Linked DNA regions of Sus scrofa: region 1 is linked to region 2. Evidence: chromatin contacts called from public Hi-C data. All regions are on one chromosome and are shown on one strand. The core of a region is the stretch at or near the end of the contact, and the rest is flanking DNA. Distances in the headings are between cores, read along the strand shown. Region 1 overlaps LOC106505879 (a long non-coding RNA gene). Region 2 overlaps LOC110256773 (a long non-coding RNA gene).

Region 1 (6,166 bases), core at 913-3,412, 200 kb after region 2:
TTTAGCTGAGCTTGAGAAGAAGTAGAGCAGCATTCAGTGTCTGGGCTCTGTTCTCACTCAGAACTCTGTGGGGCAAGATCAAGTGGCGCTTTAACACTGTGAGCACAAGTCCACATTGTGCAATTATTATTCCCTAGATGGTTAGCATAGTGCTGGTGCAAAGTGTGTGTTCTCTGGATTCTTGTTGAGAACTACATGTGTTCAATGTGGTCCAGCACATTCACATCCAACCTTGTCCTCAGTGTGTCTTTTCTTCCAGACTAGATTATTTTGGCCTTTTTGGTGTGCATTTTTCTTTCCCTTTGCTCTTCCCTCTGCTTTCCTGCATCTTCTTCTGCAGAGAGCTTGAATCAATGGGATCAATGGGATGCTGAACTGCTTCCCTCTAACTGGGGATTATAACACTATTTCCGTGAAACTGAGAAAAATATTGAGAAAAAGTTGAGAGTCGCACTGAGCTCCACAAATCAAAACCAGGCAGGGTGGAACCAGCCTCTTCTCTCTGCTCTGCTCTCTCTCTCTCTCTCATCTCTCTCTCTCAAGCCACTGTTGTTCATAGCACTAGGTTAGGTGGTTGGTTGGGTTAAGTTTGAGATTGGCTTCGCTTTACTATACTATCCTGTAGCAGCAAGTTCCTCATGGGATCTATTTTAGAATCTGGTGGATGGGGTACCTGACCACCAATTTTAGTGTATGATGGCCTCCTCCTGACCAAAGAGCTGTTGGGTCGTATTTCTAACAAGTTGATGCGATATTTTCATTTTAATAACCTGCCCACCTATGATCTGAGAAACAGTCCTACTAAAACGAATGAAACTCCTCTCTTTTCTTCTCTCTCTTCTCAGCCTATTCAAGCCCTCACTTCTAAAAAACACACTCAAGGCTTCCCTATAAGTTGAGGCTGTTGGGGCAGTTGCTTCAGTCCTCAGCGCTTTGTTAGAACTGATCAATGTGCACTTAGTGAAGCCATGCTTTGTTCATCCCTCTAGTTTCCTACAACTGACTTCTTGATGGTCTGCACTCAATCCCCACCTCTGCAACTTGTGACAGACAGCCTCTAGGATGGCCCAGGAACCCTCACCTTCTGGTACACACACTCCTGTGTGGTTCCCACTCCTCGAATGTGGGCGGGGCCTGCAGCTTGGTTCTGACAAATAGGATAAGGCAAAAGGGTTGGGATTTCACTTCTGAGATTAGGTTGTAAAAAGATGGTGACTTTTATCTGGGTCTCTCTTGGTCTTCACAACTTGTTCTCTGGACCTGCCAGCAGCCATGTGGGCAACCTCAGAAGCTGCTCTTTCCCAAAGCCAACTTTGAGCTGACTGCAGCCCAACCAACACCCCAACTACAGCCTGTATGAGATCCTGGGTCAGAGACAGCTCACAAAGCCATGCCCTGAATCCTGATCCACAGGAACAGTGAGATAAGACATGGTTGTTGTTTCCAATCACTGAGTTCTGGAGGGATGTTTTATGTGGGCTATCTTTTAGAACCCCTTACAGATTCTTTTCTCCATCTTTTCTGTACTGTTCTCTAGAATTTTCCAGGGTTGAGGGCTTGCTTAAAATATACACATTTGATCCTACCCTCAGAGATTTCAATTGGATGGGGACACTGAAATCTCCGTTTTTAACAAGATTCTGGGGGCTATGGATGAAAGTTCAAGGAGCAAGCCTTGGGATTGCTGCCTGAGCACCTTTTGGAAGTGTTGTCACCACAGTTATAAGTTCATTCTGAGTCATAAAGGTGGAGATCTGCTTCATTTATGGTCATTCAGTATCATCTATGGAGCACATGCCACTTGTTATAGGTTGTATTTTCTAAAGAATTCTGAAACAATAGCTCCTATGTGCTCTTCTGCAAGGTGAGCTTAACACTCCCCTATTCCCAGGTTGAGTCTAATTCTCACCTTTATCTGAACTGGCTTCATGACTCACTTGTAATCAATAGTATGTGGTGGAAGTGACGCTGTGTGACTTCCACAGTGAGACCAGCAAAGCCATGCCTTCTGCCTGGTTCTTCAGGGACCCTGGCTCTACAGGAAGCCAGGGTCCATGAGGGAAGTTTGATGGTCTCAAATCACCATGCCAAAGAGGCCATGAGTACAGACTTTAGTTGACAGCTCTGCTCAGCTGTCACCAACAGCCACCATCATCTGCCAGCCATGTGAATGAGCCTTCAAGAATGGCCAGCCCAGTGAGCTTTTGGTTGACACCTGACTCTGACCCCTCTCTTTCCAAATTTCTGATTCAGAAATCATGGCGGCTTTGAGTGCATAAGTACTTTGGGGCACAGCTCTAGTGGAACACCACTCCAGCTGGAAATATAGATGAAAAGGCATGTTCTCTGCTCTCAGCTGAATAACTAAAACCATAGACAGAAAGAATTATAATCAAATAAAATGATTGTGATTTTCTGGGGAACATATACAGAGATAGAAGGCACCAAGGAGAATGAATCTGGAAGAGAAAAGTCATACGTAGCATTTGGGCTGAGGTTTGCCACACTCCCAAGCTGAGGGTGGTACATCTAGAAGCATCAACAAGCCCTGAAAATTCCATGCAATTCAAGGGGGGAGGGTGAAGGGCTGACAAAAGTGGGTAGGCCTGGCATGGACCAAAGAGCTCCTACATGGGGAACCAACTCTACCAGGCAAAAGAATGCTGACTTTATCTGGTCCCAGTGGGTGAGCCACCAGAGATTTTGGAATATGCTTACCTGGGTGGGATAAACATCCATTTGTTGGTTAAAATATATAAAGCTATAACACTTTGCCAATCAACTAAGGAGAAAAAGAAGTGAATTGCAACTAAAGCAGTTTCTATTTAAGTCCTTGTGACTCACCCTATGATTGAGCAGAGCTTACTTAAGGCCGGTGCCCTCCCTGTAAACACCTGTCACTTCCCTAGTTTGCAGAGATGCTGGGAGGCTAATGAGATCACATGTATGGAATGCACGCGAGCTTCTAAGAGAGAGAAACCAGATACATTCAAGATATTATTATCATTCCCCCCCACCCCCCCGCTGATCGTCTGGAAGTCAGCTTTCTAGCAAACCCAAGGGTTCAGAAGCCAGACATTTCTAAATAAAGGAAAAATAAAGAAAGGTATTTGGCCCCAGAGAAAGCAGGAAGCAGAACCGGAAACAACTGAAGAGCCAGAGATAACATGAAACAGGATACAGGCTGGTCACGAAGGAAATCCCCACACTTCTTGGAGGGAATGACAATAAAAGCCAAGCCATTGGATGTAGGCATCCAAAAGCAAGTGGTGCCATGGGGGAGGATGGACAGGAAAGGAAGGAAAGATAGCAGGCTGGTGGGCAGTGCAGAGATCAGAGGATGCTGGCCGGCGGTTTGAGAGTGGAGAGAGCGGTAAAGCTGGTGGAAGTCAAGGAGGAGGGTTTGGAGTGGCCAGTGGCCACCGGCCTCTCCCAAGCTTAGCAATGAACTTTTTTTTTGCAGAATGTCCTGCAGATCAGGGGGCATGATCTGCCTTTTTGGCAATGTGGATGTAGCAGATATTTCTAAGTAGTGAGGTAAAAAACCAGATGCTCTTAGGAGGAGCCCATGGTGTGACTGCTTGGGCATAGACTTGAGTTGGGGGGAGGGGCACAGAGGACAAGTTAGGAGGGCAGTTAGAACAGGCTGGGGAGGCTAATGTTCCACTAAACAAGACAATGGCTACCATTGTCATTGCATGGTTTCAATTGTCTGCCACTTACATGAATAGCATTTCCATATGGCCACACCCGTAAGACCTCCTGAATCATGACACCTCCTTTGCAAAACAAACACCCCATCAGGTATCCTAAGATTTTCTTGTACTCTTGCAGCCAGCTGAATGCACCAGATCTGGAGCAAGGAAGGGAAATGGGCGCAAACTCAGTCAGGGACTCTCCCTTGGGGGTGTGTATTTTTCCCATTTTAGCTGGAAATCCTTGGCTGCTCCTTTTGGTCGTGGGTCTGTGAACTCATGCAGCCTCTTGCTCTAGCCTCCTCGCTGTGGTCTGGATGCCGGAAGACTCTTTGGTCTTTGGAAAATGCTTCTCTGATCATGTGCCCTCTCTCTCACCTCAGACCTGCACCTCCTCCTCCCCCACCCCCACTGGGGTTCATTCTCTTTCTCCAGCCATTGCTTCCCAATCTTGGCTGCATGTTGAAATTGTCTGCCTTACCCATACGAACTATGGCAGGGTCCATGGGGGTGGGGTTGGGGGGGGGCGGTGTTTCCCTCTCCCCAGGTGATGCCCCCCAACATGGCCTCTTGACTTGGCTGAAATTGGTGGCTGCCATGTTGGTTTCTGGCATGCCTTCTGCCACCTCCCATCTGAGGTCACCCCTGCTGCCCCGCCACAGGTCATTAAGGAAGATTATTCCTCCTGTTCCTGACACTTGTCTTCTTTGCAGCTTCACATGTGTTTGCGTCAATTACCTGATGCAATGATGTTTCCTCCAGTGGATTGTAAACTCCAGACTGCCATGAACTAGGTGGGTTTTTGATCAGTATTGTGTACTTGGTCCTTGTCCCAGGGCCTGGCACGAAGTAGGTGGTCCATAAATATTGAATGAATAAACAGACAAATAAAGGAAGACTTTATTTTTTATAACTTCTCTAGACATCTCCACACACCCTTTTCCTTTCTATCCTTATCTTCACACATGGAGAAATGTGTGCATGCGTTGTTGCTGCTGTTTTTTCAGATGCAACTAAGTGTATAACTCCTTACTGCTTCATTTCCAGAGGCATCTCTTACAGAAAGAAGTCTGTGAGAAGGACAGTATCTTTCTCTCTGATTATCAGCCTGTGGAGGGACTTGGTTCCCTTTGGTGCCTGGTGCTCAAGACTGTGTTCGTTTTGGGGGAAGGGGGCTCTTTTCCTCACCTATGAGGTGGGGAAGGGCCTGATCTTGAGGCCATCCCCCCTGGTGCTGGTTTCAGGGCTCTGCATCCTCTTAGGAAGCACATATGGTGCTCTTTCCCTCTGCTTTCCTGCATCTTCTTCTGCAGAAAGCTTGAATCAATGGGATGCTGAACTGCTTCCCTCTAACTGGGGATTTTAACACTATTTCCGTGAAACTGAGAAAAATATTGAGAAAAAGTTGAGAGTCGCAGTGAACTCCACAAATCAAAACCAGGCAGGGTGGAACCAGCCTCTTCTCTCTGCTCTGCTCTCTCTCTCTCTCTCATCTCTCTCTCTCAAGCCACTGTTGTTCATAGCACTAGGTTAGGCGGTTGGTTGGGTTAAGTTTGAGATTGGCTTCGCTTTACTATACTATCCTGTAGCAGCAAGTTCCTCATGGGATCTATTTTAGAATCTGGAGGATGGGATACCTGACCACCAATTTTAGTGTATGATGGCCTCCTCCTGACCAAAGAGCTGTTGGGTCGTATTTCTAACAAGTTGATGCGATATTTCCATTTTAATAACCTGCCCACCTATGATCTGAGAAACAGTCCTACTAAAACGAATGAAACTCCTCCCTTTTCTTCTCTCTCTTCTCAGCCTATTCAAGCCCTCACTTCTAAAAAACACACTCAAGGCTTCCCTATAAGTTGAGGCTGCGTGTGTCCGGGATGGGGCAGTTTCTTCAGTCCTCAGCGCTTTGTTAGAACTGATCAATGTGCACTTAGTGAAGCTGTGCTTTGTTCATCCCTCTAGTTTCCTACAACTGACATCTAGGTACTAGTCTTCTAAACAAAAGATTGAAATGTTGCAAAGGCATTTTATGTGTCATATTTTTCAAACCACAATGGACAAAATGTTTCTCTGTGATTTCAGTTCCTCCTCAGGGATAAACTAACTATGTTCAGAAGTAACATTCAAATATAGGTGAGATCAAACTAGCAGGTCACCCCCAGCCTGTGGAGGGTGTGCATAGCCTCTTTTCCAAGCCCTAGTCAAAAAAAAAAAAAAAAAAAGAAATATCAGTTGTTGTCAGAAGCCAACTACTGAGTAAAGATTAAGAGTTATTAGGAGTTCCCGTCGTGGCGCAGTGGTTAACGAATCTGACTAGGAACCATGAGGTTGAGGGTTCGGTCCCTGCCCTTGCTCAGTGGGTTAACGATCTGTTGTTGCTGTGAGCTGTGAGCTGTGGTGTAGGTTGCAGACGCGGCTCAGATCCCGCGTTGTTGTGGCTCTGGCGTAGGCGGGGAGCTACAGCTCCG
Region 2 (6,463 bases), core at 542-3,041:
CGAACAACAAATTGATAGCTGCTTTCTTTTACCTAAGAAAGTTCCCATGTTGGTACTTTATTTTTTAAATTTGATTTAACTTTTTATTTTTTTAAATTAAAGTATGGTTGATTTACAACGTGGTGCCAGCTCTTGCTGTACCGCCGAGTGGGGAGTTTGGGGTTAGTAGATGAAACTATTACATTTAGAAAAGCAATGAGCTCCTAACGAACATCTAGTCTCCTGGGTATGATGGAAAAAGAATGTGCCTGTATGTATGACTGGTTCACTTTGCTGTGTGGTACTGGTACTTTAGATACTTTGGTCTTTCAAAATTAATTTTTATTGTGCAATATTTGAGTTTGTGGCATCTGGGTCCGAGTTTAAGTCTTTTCTATGAGATAGTCTCTTTTCTTATGATATATGGTATGATACATATGTCTATCTATATCTAAACTATCTAGCAGTGCACCATATATACCATGTAGCCTAACTGGATAAAAGTGCAATAACCTACTTTCTCTCCCCACCAGCTCTCCCAGTGCCTTCATTTCAGATGGGAAGGGCTTCTCAATTGTCCCCAACCTAGTGATTCAGGCTCCCAGCTCCCATTTCATCAGTGTGTGGTTGTCTCGCCGACATGGCTCTTGCTGTTGGGTGCCCCCTGTGCCTTGTTCCCTGTGCACATCCAGTCCACCGCGGTCCACGAGAGAGGCGTCCTGCCTGGCCCTGACCTCTGCAGGTCTGCTCCTTGTCCTCCTTGGCCACCTTCAACGTGGGGACTTTGCCCGCTGCCCAGCACTGTTACAGCTCTCTTCCCTGCAGCCTCCCTCTGGGTTGTCTCTATTTCTCTCCAATGAGATTGTTCCTCTTTAAGGCTGACTGGAGTTCTTCCTTGCCTCCTTCCACCTCTAGGTCTCACCTAGACACTGATGCTTCTGGTGGGCAGGCCCGGCTGAAGGCTGCTCACTGCCTTGGGGTTTGCTGTTGCTGCCACCATGCAGGATGAGGGGAGAGAGGTGTGTGTTCTGAGAGCCCCAAGGGCCCCCTTGACTCTATAGTCTTGGGCTTTCAAACTCCTGTGTATCAGCAGAAACATCTCTTTAAATGTCCAATATGCACAACAGATGGGACAGAGCCTGCCCAGCTGTGGTGGTGGGCCCCGTTTACTTCTCACACCCCACATAGCACCCCAGGGAGGCTTGAGAAACCCAAAGCCTTAGGGACCACAGGGCGTGCTATTTGAGCACTTTACCCCTAATAATTACACAAAAGGGCTCCAGGATTTTTTTTTTTTTTTTTAAAGGGCTGCACCTGCTGCATATGGAAGTTTCCAGGCTAGGGGTGGAATTAGAGTTGTAGCTGTCAGCCTATGCCATAGCCACAGCCAGAGAGCCACAGCAACATGGGATCTGAGTTATGTGTGCGACCTACACCACAGCTCATGGCAATGCCAGATCCTTAACCCACTGAGCGAGGTCAGGGATTGATCTCTTGTCATTATGGATATTAGTCGGGTATGTAACCCGGTAAGCCACAATGGGAACTCCCCAGAATTTTTCTTTTTTTCCTTTTGGGGCTGAAGAAAACAACATTTGAATGGGTTTTTAGTTGGAGAGGAAAGACTCCTTTCGTTAAAACGCCTTTTGTGTTTGCCCTTTCCTCTTCTTTGTGTTTTCAGGGAAAGTTGGAAAGGAAGAATTGATTCTGCTGTTTGGATGAGCCACTTTCCCCGTGCAGGTGGAGGAAGGCCTCGGCCCAGGAAACAGGAGAGTGTACAAACAAAGCATCTATTCTATAAATAGTCCTCCCTAGGCATGACTCAGGGGGCCTGGACCAGCCACTCCAGCCACGCAGGCTGACGAATCCTGTGTTACGGAAACGTTGCAAAAGCAGCTTGTAATTTGTTGTTCTTCATTCCTATGTTGCTTTGAGAGAGCGAGAGAGAGAGAGGGGCTGACTTTCCTTCCTTGGCGGATCATAACCCACATCACTGCTGATTTGAAAAAATCATTGTGTCCTGGACAATCACAGTGTCCGTCGTTCTTGGAAGACAGATGTGGAGGCCACCGTGCTCTGTGTCGTGCAGCTCCGAGGTCGAGTAAAAGAGCAGGATCCCGGCCTGCAAGGTCAAGGAAATAACACACAGCTGCTCTGTACAGCTCTTCTTGCTGGTTGGCAGATGTGCACGCAGCAACAGGGAAAACCATCTTCTCTTTTGAAAACAGTGGTGATTTACAGAGAAAGTGTATTACGTGGCTGGTACATACCTGTCTAGAAAGCTTAGGTTGAAGGCAGCATCATAAGAAAATCAACCCCCACTCCCCCCCGCCCCACCCTGGCAGCCTGAATCCTTTTGTGGGAAATTGTTTTCCAGATAATTCTGCTGTCCTTGGGGCTTTTGGAACAAGGAGAGTGATTTAGTATCTTCCAGAGACTTCTGTAATTCCCGGGCTCTGGGCCACGCTCTGTCCGTGTTTTCTTCCTCTGGTTCCGTGCAAAGAGGATGGGGTGCTGGGAGGTACGTTCGCAGAAGGACCCGGGATTTTAATCGTCAAGAGCTGGCAACCCTGTCAGAGACTTGGGACAGGATATCAGTCTTTGTTTTACGGCCTAAGTTGAGGCAGGAGTTTTGTGAATTTTCTCTCTGACGCTGCCGTCACAAAGACTTATCGGTGGCCTGGCAGTTGAAAAGGTCACATTGGGATTTCTTAATCCTGGGTCCACAGACCTTTAGGCAGCCACTGGAATGTTTCGGGGGGCGGGGTGGGGATTGCGAATGTGGATGAGGATGCACTGTGGCTTCCGTTTCACTAGCCTCTCGCTTCCACATTGCTGTCTGCCCTGTTGACGGGACCTTGGACCACCCATCGGCAGGATCACAGCTCACCTCCTTTTGGGACAATTGTTGCAGACACCTTAACATTCCCCCTTATGCTTATCAACGCCTCAATGTGGTAGTTCATAGAGCAACTCCTGATTCGTGATTTAGTATCTTTGTGAAGAACCTTTCAAATTATAACAATTATTTTTTATAGCTCGAGTTCACTCTGATTGGTTTCCTTCGTAATTCTGCACATTTTATGAATTTAATTAATTAATTAATTTTTTGTCTTTTGAGGGCCTCACTGGCACATGGAGGTTCCCAGGCTAGGGGTCTAATTGGACCTGCAGCTGCCGGCCTATACCACAGCGATAACAATGCAGGATCCCAGCCACGTGCATCTGCAACTTACACCTCAGCTCACGGTAATGCCAGATCCTCAACCCACTGAGCAAGGCCAGCAATCAAACCCGCAACTTCATGGTTCCTAGTCAGATTCGTTTCTGCTGTGCCATTAAGGGAACTCCCTCATTTTATTAATTTAAAAACACTATTCCATGAAGGGGTCTATAGGTCTTGTCAGCCTGCCTTAGAAATCCATGCACAGACATTGTTCAAAACCCCGTGGGAGGAGTTCCCTTCATGGCTGAGCGGTTAACGTTCCCGACTAGGATCCATGAGGATGTGGGCTCCGTCCCTGGCCTCCCTCAGTGTGTGGGGATCCTGCGTTGCTGTGAGATATGGTGTGGGTTGCAGACATAGCTCGGATCCCGCACTGCTGTGGCTCTGGTGTAGGCCGGCAGCTGCAGCTCCCACTCGAACACTAGCCTGGGAACTTCCCTATGCCACAGGTATGGCCATTAAAAAAAAATTATAGTAGTAAGAAAAAAAAGATAATGTCAATGGACAGAAAGACAAACTCTGGTCCAAAATGCGCTTTAAGAGTTCTTCTGGGGAGCTTGGATTTTTGTGGTGGTGAAGCATGTAGTAATTCCTGATGTGGTCACTTTCGGGACGGTCATCAATATTCAATTGATAATCTTTTTTTGCTTTTTTTTTAGGCAAATGAGCATACTTAGCTTTCATAATCAGAATGCAAAGTAGCAAAACACCAGAAACTTTCATGGAATCAGCAAGAGCAGAGGTAGTTCTACCTACTAGTTAATTTCATTGAGGGAAGCAAAGTCCTTTGGAAAAGAAATTGACAATGATTTCACTTTTTGTTAGTTTCCTATTTTCTGTTTAGTCCGGGTTTTTTTTTTTTTTTTTTTTTTTTTTTTTGTGATCTTCTGAGCCAGATACTTTTTTAAGAGGCATACCAAGCAGGTAAGGATTCCACAGAGTACGTATTCTGGATGGGCAGCCTTGCTGCCAGCAAGTGTGGGGACCACTGTGTTTCACCCACTCCATCTGTGCTGGGGAGACAGGCACACAGGCTCAGAGTTGCCTGTCTTTTCTTTGCCACTGGAGATGCTACTGCCATGCGTGATCTTCGCAGGCAACTCAGAACAACAATCAAGCCCAGATTCCATGTGTGAGCCCAGCATTCAGCACTGTTGATTCTTGCTGGGTGAGAAATGGGAAGTGCCAACATCTTTTGCTTGTGCTCAGAAACGAAACAAAACAAACCAACTCATGTGGCTTAGCAAACATTCTGCATTACTTTGTGTAAGTGAGACATTTAGAATTCGGATGAAGGGGATGCGAAGATCCCATGGGACCAGGCATTTCCTTACTCACCCAAAGTGAGTAGGAGGTCCGCTCCCAGCACCCTGGCCTCCCTCTCAGATGCGGTGGTAACATGCAGATAGGCCTGGGGGGTGCAGGGCTGGCAGTGCTGCTACTCCATTTCCTAGGGCATGGTGGGCACGGGAACCACTGGGAAAGCCAGGATTCAACATGCGCCATCTCCCACGTGACTGCAAAAGAGTCAAATTTCAAGGGCTGGACAAGCATGGAACCTTCCAGTCCATGAGCATGATGCTTTGCTAAATAGCCTAAGGACACTTCCCTCTGCAAAGCTTTCTGTCTCCCACCCACTGATCTTCCCACAGAACACGTGTCCTCTCTTCCCTTTGACCCTTGAGTCTTTGCATAGATCTTGCACAAAATTCTCTTATGCCTCCTACATGCTTTATTGTAATTGCTGGCTTGTGTGCCAGTCACCTGGATAAGCAGTGAGCTTTTGGAGGTAGGCAGGCACACCTTTTCATCTGTGCAACCTCAGTACCTAGTTCGTGACCTACATCGCAGGCACTTGGTGCTTGTTGAATGACTGAATGAAGACAAAGACACAGGGCTGAGAGTGACAGAGAATAACACTTGGGTCTCACCATTCCCCAGCCAAGTAAAAACTTTGGCATCATTGACTCTTGGTCACCTGTAAAAGAAGACAGAGATTTCATCCACACCAGATAACTGCTTCCCAAGGCTCCTTTTGGACCTTATAGTTCTTTTTGAAATTCATTTTCGGTTTTGGTCAAAAGTACCAGAGATTGTTTGACCCAAAGGCATGGACTGTGGATTTAGCAGACCTGGCTAAATCCTGTCTTTGTCACTCATTAACCAGATGTCGTGTCCTGGCAAAGAGCCCTGAGCTCCCTGGGCCACAGCTTACTCCTCTGTAAACGTGGAAACGATCATAGGAGCCGAATTCAGGGGGGCTGTAAGTTTTACCTCCCTGCAGACTCACTGACGCGGCCCTATCATTTTTTTTCACTCGCTCACCAAACCTCCTTTGAGCCCTTATGTGCACCTTGTTCAGGGCCTCGGAGTCTGAGGATGGAGATCGGATGAAAGCTCAGTTGTGTGGGGGAAGCCGGACATCACCCCGGTAGACTGGGATCCAGGTGATAACACTGTCGGCCAAGGTCCTGGGCCCAGGGCCCATGTTGCCTGCAGTGGGAGGAGAGAAAAATCAAAGAAGCCTCAAGTAAGAAAACAACAACCAAGGACTCTAGGTGGGCCTTTAGGGGGGGGTTAGGGGTGGGTGTTCAATATACACTAGGCTTTCTCTGCTCACGGACATTAATTTATTTATAAGTAAGTACAGCTAATCCCCCACTTATGCAACTGTTCCATTCCAAAGATCTTTCTCAACCTGAACTTTGCCTGAGAAGAAAAAGAAACAAACGGCTGCTTTCTTTCTTTTTTTTTGAGGATGGCTTTGGAGTCAAAGATATAGACCCCTTTTGACATGCACACAACTTCCTATCTGTTACTTATTCCAAAATACTTTGATGTAGAGTCAGCTACCTTGCATGCCGGGGGGAGAATGCAGTGGCCATGTTCCTACTTCAATCTGCTCATTTTTCCTCTTGTCTGTGAGCAAGTCCTGCCCTTCCCAGCTTGGTCCCTCTAGGCATGGCCAGCATGCAGCCTGGTGTTTGCAGGGGTTGGCACTGGGGATGCAGGAGTGGGCCAGCTCCTCAGGGAGTGCTCCTCGATGCAGCCTCCATCCTTTGGTCTCCGGGAGGGGCTCATCCCTAAGACTGTTTTGTGTCGAGCTGGGGTACCGGCTTTTCCAGGGCCATGATCCGCCCATTCCTCTGCTCTGTATCCGGGAGGTTGATGCATGTGGACCTGTCAGACTGCTCCCCCATTGCCTTCATTTTAGGACCTGGCCAGCCAGACACGGTCCTGTAGGTTGCTTCGACCCTG

Evidence for each region. A called contact is a pair of places that touch in the nucleus more often than the background predicts.
Region 1: a contact with region 2 is called in a Hi-C map of skeletal muscle, with 4 times the contacts expected there. The contact joins two enhancer-like sites. A contact is called at or near these places in 4 of 47 Hi-C or Micro-C datasets (liver and skeletal muscle) and 1 of 2 datasets of contacts at active chromatin or transcription factors (skeletal muscle).

What each region holds. Positions count from the first base shown.
Region 1 is chr14:1,490,144-1,496,309 of Sscrofa11.1, forward strand. The region is part of intron 2 of LOC106505879 (a long non-coding RNA gene); the gene reads left to right. Among named protein-coding and RNA genes, the nearest start is that of GADD45G, 330 kb to the left of the region's middle. Within about 2 kb of position 2,163, at least 3 of the 83 cell types and tissues checked have an H3K27ac peak or open chromatin away from gene starts, as enhancers often do. A contact at or near this core is called in skeletal muscle, where this site is marked.
Region 2 is chr14:1,289,095-1,295,557 of Sscrofa11.1, forward strand. LOC110256773 (a long non-coding RNA gene) reads right to left here. Exons shown (of 3, transcript XR_002338728.1): 2 at 6,059-6,463; 3 at 5,591-5,698. Among named protein-coding and RNA genes, the nearest start is that of GADD45G, 130 kb to the left of the region's middle. Within about 2 kb of position 1,792, at least 23 of the 83 cell types and tissues checked have an H3K27ac peak or open chromatin away from gene starts, as enhancers often do. A contact at or near this core is called in skeletal muscle, where this site is marked.